2 separate regions of the Gossypium hirsutum genome follow, and region 1 is linked to region 2. A link is a contact called in public Hi-C data. All regions are on one chromosome and are shown on one strand. The core of a region is the stretch at or near the end of the contact, and the rest is flanking DNA. Distances in the headings are between cores, read along the strand shown. Region 1 overlaps LOC107908427 (putative 3,4-dihydroxy-2-butanone kinase). Region 2 holds the start of LOC107908428 (ABC transporter G family member 11).

Region 1 (3,052 bases), core at 192-2,691, 58 kb before region 2:
TTCCAATGTGGAGCTTGTCATGGCCCTTGTATAGATCTTTTTCTTGGTCATACAGCCACTTGATTTCACTTTATTATACACTTCTATTATTGTCATTGCATTGCAAGACCAATCCCATAGATGCAGTTGGTTGAGATGCTTCAAAGACTTGAATGCCCATAACACTGCAGAGGATATTTCTGGTAGGAGATTTTTTAATGTATAAAGTTGTAGTCAAATGGGTTGCTGGAGATTGGAGCATGTAACATGATTTCTTTGTTTGTTATCTCCGGTGTAACTAGTTTTTCCTCCATTATCATTTCTGCAGTAGTTGATTTGCAAGTGTAATGTATTGATTGGTGGCTGACAGCTTTAGATACGTAACTTTTAAAATTTTTAATGTGTAAGAATGTTTTTTTTTTTTTTACCTAAGTGATTATCATTACAAACAAATATTTTTGTTATATCATTGGATCTTACCTGATGAATCATTTTCACCTGTCCCAGTTATCCTCTGAATGATGCTGCAGAAACAGTGAATGAAATTGGATCTTCTGTTAGAAGAGTTATGGGAGGAACAAGTGGAGTCCTGTAATTTATTTGCCTGTTCTCTGCTTGATTTATACTTACTGATATAACTAGAAATATATAACTCTTGATATTCTCTTTGAGCAGATATAATATATTTTCTAAGGCAGCATATGCACGGTTGAAAGCTAACTCAGATTCCACTGTCACAGCAAAGCAATGTGAGATGATGCCCTTCATCTGAGACATTTTTTATTTAGACACCTTGTCTCACTGACGCTTTATTTTAGGGGCTGAAGCATTTGAAGCTGCCATTGATGCAGTCAGTAAATATGGTGGGGCTAGTGCTGGTTATCGTACATTACTGGATGCCCTTATTCCTGCATTATCAGTTCTTAAGGAGGTTATATAGATCGACTGCCCTTTTGCTCTTTTTGTTGATGCAGTCCAAGATTTCATACTAATATTTTGTTTTGCAAGCAGAGATTAACTGCTGGTGATGATTCTTCTACTGCTTTTGTTCTTTCATCTGAAGCTGCATTGGCAGGAGCTGAATCAACTAAAGACATGCAGGCTCAGGTTATTTATCATCTTGCCTTCACCTTGTTTGGTGTTTAGAATTTTGATTGCATTTAGCTGTTGTTTCCTTTGGTCGGCTGTCATTGGCAATAAAATTTCATTAAAGTGCTATATCTCAGAGGGATTACTAAAGTAGGAAGCTTTTTCAGATAGCTGCTAATAAACACTAAACATATATTACTTGACGCTGGACAAATGGGATCCTGATGCTTTTGTTGCATCTTTTCAAGATATATACTTTCGCTTCATTGACTCGTAGGCAGGTGAGGTTTTATGGGACGAGTAAGGGTCAGGATTACTGCTACTAAATTAAGTCCAGATTTAGTCTCTTCACTCTTTCTAACATAAACCACAACCCTTGATTTGCAACATAAATATCGATGTTTGAATTAGTCTCTAAACTGCAGTTAAGATAAATACTTGGTGCTTGAATGTATATGTATATGTATATGTAAAAATTTATGTGTTAGTGTGGTGTTGGGATGTTGCAGGCGGGGCGGTCAAGCTATGTGTCTGCGGCAATACTTGCAACAGTTCCAGATCCTGGTGCTATGGCGGCAGCTGCCTGGTATAGGGCAGCTGCTTTGGCTGTGAAGGCTAAATATGAAAAAGCCTCCTCATGAACACCCTTGCTTCCATGTTTCAACAATCAACACTGATATACCTTCTTTTTGTGCTTTGCCGGATGATTTTTGTTTGACTAGTTGGCTTTCCGCTTATGCATTTTCTTATACTTTTTCCTTTTGTTTTTTTGGGGGTGCATGAAGCTGAGAGAGCCATTTTCATCCATACATATACACATCATTGAATTTTATAACTTTTCCCAAATGTAAACCCTGTTTCTAAATAGAGTTAAATTCAAATTTGTCACGGATCATTAATATTGAGTCGTTTGGATTTTATATTTTCTTATCTCTCTTTTAAATCAGATTTTACCTATTAAAATTTATAAAATTTTCATTGCTATTGAGTTATAATATTTTTTCTTAATCGGATATCTAAAATGAAATGTTAAAAATATTAAAAAGGTCTATTTTTGCTTATTTTCAAATAAGATTTTATACTTTTTAGTGTATTTGAGAGCAAAATTTACTCGAAAAAGGTTTCGAATTTTGAGTTATTTGATATTTTTAGTTAACCCAAATAAGTAATTCCAGTTACAATTTCAAGTCGAGTTGAATTTTAAAAATTCAAATTCGAATAATTTAAATAATATATTGGTATAAATATTTTTGGTTTTTGTCAATTTTAAAAATGAGCAAATTGATTTTTTTCAACAAAAAGTAAAAATCAAAATAATTTTTAAATATTTATAAAATAAATTATATTTTAAAAAATGATTTAAAAAATCTAAACAATATATAAAAAACTTAAAATTAAAAAAAAGTCAAATAATAATTTGGGGACTTAAATAATTAATTAATGATTCAAGTTTATCATACTAAAATATTTTATTTTTTCTCTTATTTTGCTTTAAAAGAGTTTTAAATATATGTTTAACATGAAATTAGTTATATTGTAACAAAATTTTAAGTTGACATGTTTAATTTTTCTAATTTTACTCAATTTGATGTTACTTGACTTGAATTTCATTCAACTCAATTAACTCGAAAATTTTTTACTTGATTTGATCGAATGCTCACCCTCTACAAATAAATTTTGGCTTAAGGGTGTAAAAAGTCCTCAAAACTTTTTCAAAAAAAGCAATTAAGCCATTGCTTTTTTTTTTGCACTCAATTGTGTACTTGAACATTTAAAATGCATTAAAAAGACCCTCGAATTTTTTCAAAAAAAAATTTAAGCCCCTTTTTTTTTGCACTTAATTGGATACTCGAACTGTCAAAATGCATCAAAAAGGTCATTTGACTGTTAAAGTTAATTGCTCCTAATTGTTTTCAATTAAAGCCACTCCGTGTCACAACCACGGCATGACATGTGACAAAAAAAATATAAAAAATAAAAATCA
Region 2 (3,208 bases), core at 70-2,569:
ATAGATTAGTGTAAATACCCTTTGATCCCTATCAAATTTGAAAATAAGTAAACTGATCTTTTTTTCAATAAAAATTACAAATAAAAATTCAAAATAATTTTCAAAAATTTATTTTAAAAAATATAAAAAAATTAAAAAATATATAAAAAAATATAAAAAAGTTATTTTTTTCTAAAATAATAACTTTGGGACCTAATTAAGTCAATTAATAATTCAAGTTTATCATATTAAATTATTTTTTTATTATCATTTTGGTTTGAAAAAGTTTTCAAATATATATAGTTTCAAATTTAAGTACTCTAACATGAAATTAATTATACTGTAACAAGATTTTAATTTAACTCGAACAATTTTACTCGATTTGACTCCAATCAAATTGAAAAAATTTCAAATCGAATTAGAATGATAAAATATGACTCATTAACTTAAAATATTTTCACTCAATTTAATCGAATACCCACTCCTACTCATAATATTCGGAAAATGTACCTTCTCCAACTCATCCACGCCGCCCCTCCCCAAAGGGAGGAAAAAAAGTAAAGAAAGGATCCCCGTTGGAAGATGTGGTGGCGGTTAGGTTTGAAAAAGAGGAGACAAAATAACCAAAATCATTGTCTACTAAATCCTCCAAAACATGAAAACATATTTTACGAAAGAAGAAATAAAATAGAGTAGGCAAAATCAAACGTAATTGTGTATTGAATATGATTGGTTTGGTGGGCTGGCATTGCCGGCCTATTAAATTGAGTAATGGGCAGAACTACCTACACATCACTACTCATTAATGATTTCATAAAGTTGACTGTTAAAGCCCTATTGCATTTGCCCCCACTTAATTGCCTTCTCCATGTGATTCATTCCTTAGCATCTAAGCATCATCACCTAAACCTTACATTTGGGATACCTCATTTTCTTAAATACATAATAATTTTTAAAAATAAAATAACCCAGCAAAATTTTACTAAGATTATTGGTTCCTTAGCTCATCTTCACGGTTAAAAGTTATTTGGATTGATCGAATTTACTAGTTAAATTGAGAATCAATTGAAATATTAGTTTAAAGAAAGACATTTCATGAATCGATACAGATCGATTGACTGACGATTGAACAAATTTTTATGAACAAGTTAATAATAAATAAACAGAATAACAGATGTTATATAAAGAAAAATGTAATTTGCCTGATTTTAGTTGCAATTCAATGAAAGTTTAGCGGTGAAATGTAAATTGAGTAGAATTAATGAGTAAGTGGAGAAATATAAATGTTGTGTTGGAAAAAAGGTTGAGTCGGTTCTCCTAATTAATGCAACCAACCAATTTAATGATTTTATTGGAGAATAAGAAAAGGAAGTAGCCTCAACCTCAATCCCAACACTAGTCGGTATATGGAATTTGAATTTTAGTTTATAGAATTACTCCTTCAGCTGCGTCACGCACCCAAAAACCAAACCGAAAAAGGAAATTTTGTGCTCAAGTTGAAGAGTGGGGAAGAGCGAGGCGGCTCATTTTGCATGGGATGTTCTTAACCTACCCAATTCATTCAAACACTTCCATTTTCACGCTTCATACTCATCCCATTTCTGTTGCTTTTTTAGAATCATCACACTTGCTTAGCTATCATCTCCATCCCCTATGAGGACTTCCTCCTCAAATACTGCAATGATGGAGATTCAGGCTAATAAACCAGCTGGGACGGGCATGGTGGTTGGAGGTTTGAGCCCTTTGAGTGAAACTCTATGGAGGGAGAAGACCGATACGGAGTTTATGGGAGATGTATCCGCCAGGCTCACCTGGGAAGACCTCACCGTAATGGTAACTCTCAGCAATGGGGCGACCCAGAAGGTGTTGGAAGGGCTGACTGGTTATGCTGAACCCGGTACACTCACCGCTCTCATGGGCCCTTCCGGCTCCGGAAAATCCACGCTTCTTGATGCACTCTCCAGCCGCTTGGCTGCTAACGCCTTCCTCTCCGGAACCATTCTCCTCAATGGTCGTAAAACCAAGCTTTCTTTCGGAACTGCAGCCTATGTTACTCAAGATGACAACTTAATTGGCACGCTTACTGTTCGGGAAACCATTTCCTACTCCGCTCGGCTCCGTCTCCCCGATACGATGCCCTGGTCTGCGAAGCGGGACCTCGTTGAAGGTACGATTATCGAAATGGGGCTCCAAGATTGCGCTGATACTGTTATTGGGAATTGGCATTTGCGTGGGATCAGTGGAGGAGAAAAGAGGAGGGTCAGCATAGCTCTTGAAATTTTGATGAGGCCCAGATTGCTCTTCCTTGATGAGCCAACCAGTGGCCTTGACAGGTTATGATCTTTCTTCACATCGTCTTTTATGGTTTTTGATTGTCAGATTTTGTTTTTTCTGACTTGAGATGCATACGGCAGTGCTTCAGCATTTTTTGTCACCCAGACTTTACGAGGCCTGTCAAGAGATGGTAGAACTGTAATAGCTTCAGTTCATCAGCCCAGCAGTGAAGTCTTTGAGCTATTTGATCAGTTATATTTGCTGTCTGAAGGCAAAACCATTTATTTTGGCCAGGCTTCTGAAGCATACGAGGCTAGCCTTCTCAGCCATATTTCTTCCGTCACTTGATATCATTTTCAATCCCACTGCAATATAAATATAATGTCTCTTGGATTGTAAAATGCAGTTCTTTGCTCAAGCCGGATTTCCATGCCCTGCCTTGAGAAATCCATCTGACCATTTTCTTAGATGCATCAATTCTGACTTTGATAAAGTTAAGGCTACTCTCAAAGGATCCATGAAATTACGGGTATCCACTTCGTTTCCCCTTTGTTTAATCATCTTCCCTCCTACTTTGGTACACTACACTTATATGACTGGAAAACAAATTGCCTTGATTGTAATTAGTTTGAGGCAAGTGATGATCCCCTGGAGAAGATTACCACAACTGAAGCTATCCGAACTCTTATTAACTTCTACCGTACATCACATCAATGTTATGCCGCGAAGGAAAAGGTTGATGAGATATCCAAAGTTGTAAGTGCTTAACTAGCCAATCCTCTTATACATTATTATTTTGCCAAATTAATCTTATTTCTACTCATCCCACTCAACAATCAATTTTTCCATATGGTACAGAGAGGAACCGTGCTAGATTCCGGAGGCAGTCAAGCTAGTTTCTTGATGCAGTCTTACACTTTAACCAAGCGTTCATTCGTGAACATGTCTCGAGACT

Evidence for each region. Hi-C and Micro-C count contacts between places; a contact is called where the count stands out from the background.
Region 1: a contact with region 2 is called in a Hi-C map of leaf, with 2.4 times the contacts expected there. The contact joins the enhancer-like site here to the promoter of LOC107908428 in region 2. A contact is called at or near these places in 6 of 34 Hi-C or Micro-C datasets (callus, leaf and petal).

What each region holds. Positions count from the first base shown.
Region 1 is chrD02:41,504,765-41,507,816 of Gossypium_hirsutum_v2.1, reverse strand. It overlaps LOC107908427 (putative 3,4-dihydroxy-2-butanone kinase), which reads left to right. Exons shown (of 20, transcript XM_041088633.1): 16 at 487-570; 17 at 655-728; 18 at 807-910; 19 at 991-1,086; 20 at 1,578-1,963. The coding sequence ends at 1,709. Among protein-coding and RNA genes, the nearest start is that of LOC107908427, 8.4 kb to the left of the region's middle. Within about 2 kb of position 1,441, at least 4 of the 9 cell types and tissues checked have an H3K27ac peak or open chromatin away from gene starts, as enhancers often do.
Region 2 is chrD02:41,446,423-41,449,630 of Gossypium_hirsutum_v2.1, reverse strand. It overlaps LOC107908428 (ABC transporter G family member 11), which reads left to right and starts at 1,319. Exons shown (of 9, transcript XM_041088632.1): 1 at 1,319-2,312; 2 at 2,394-2,565; 3 at 2,660-2,782; 4 at 2,881-3,009; 5 at 3,112-3,208. The coding sequence starts at 1,633.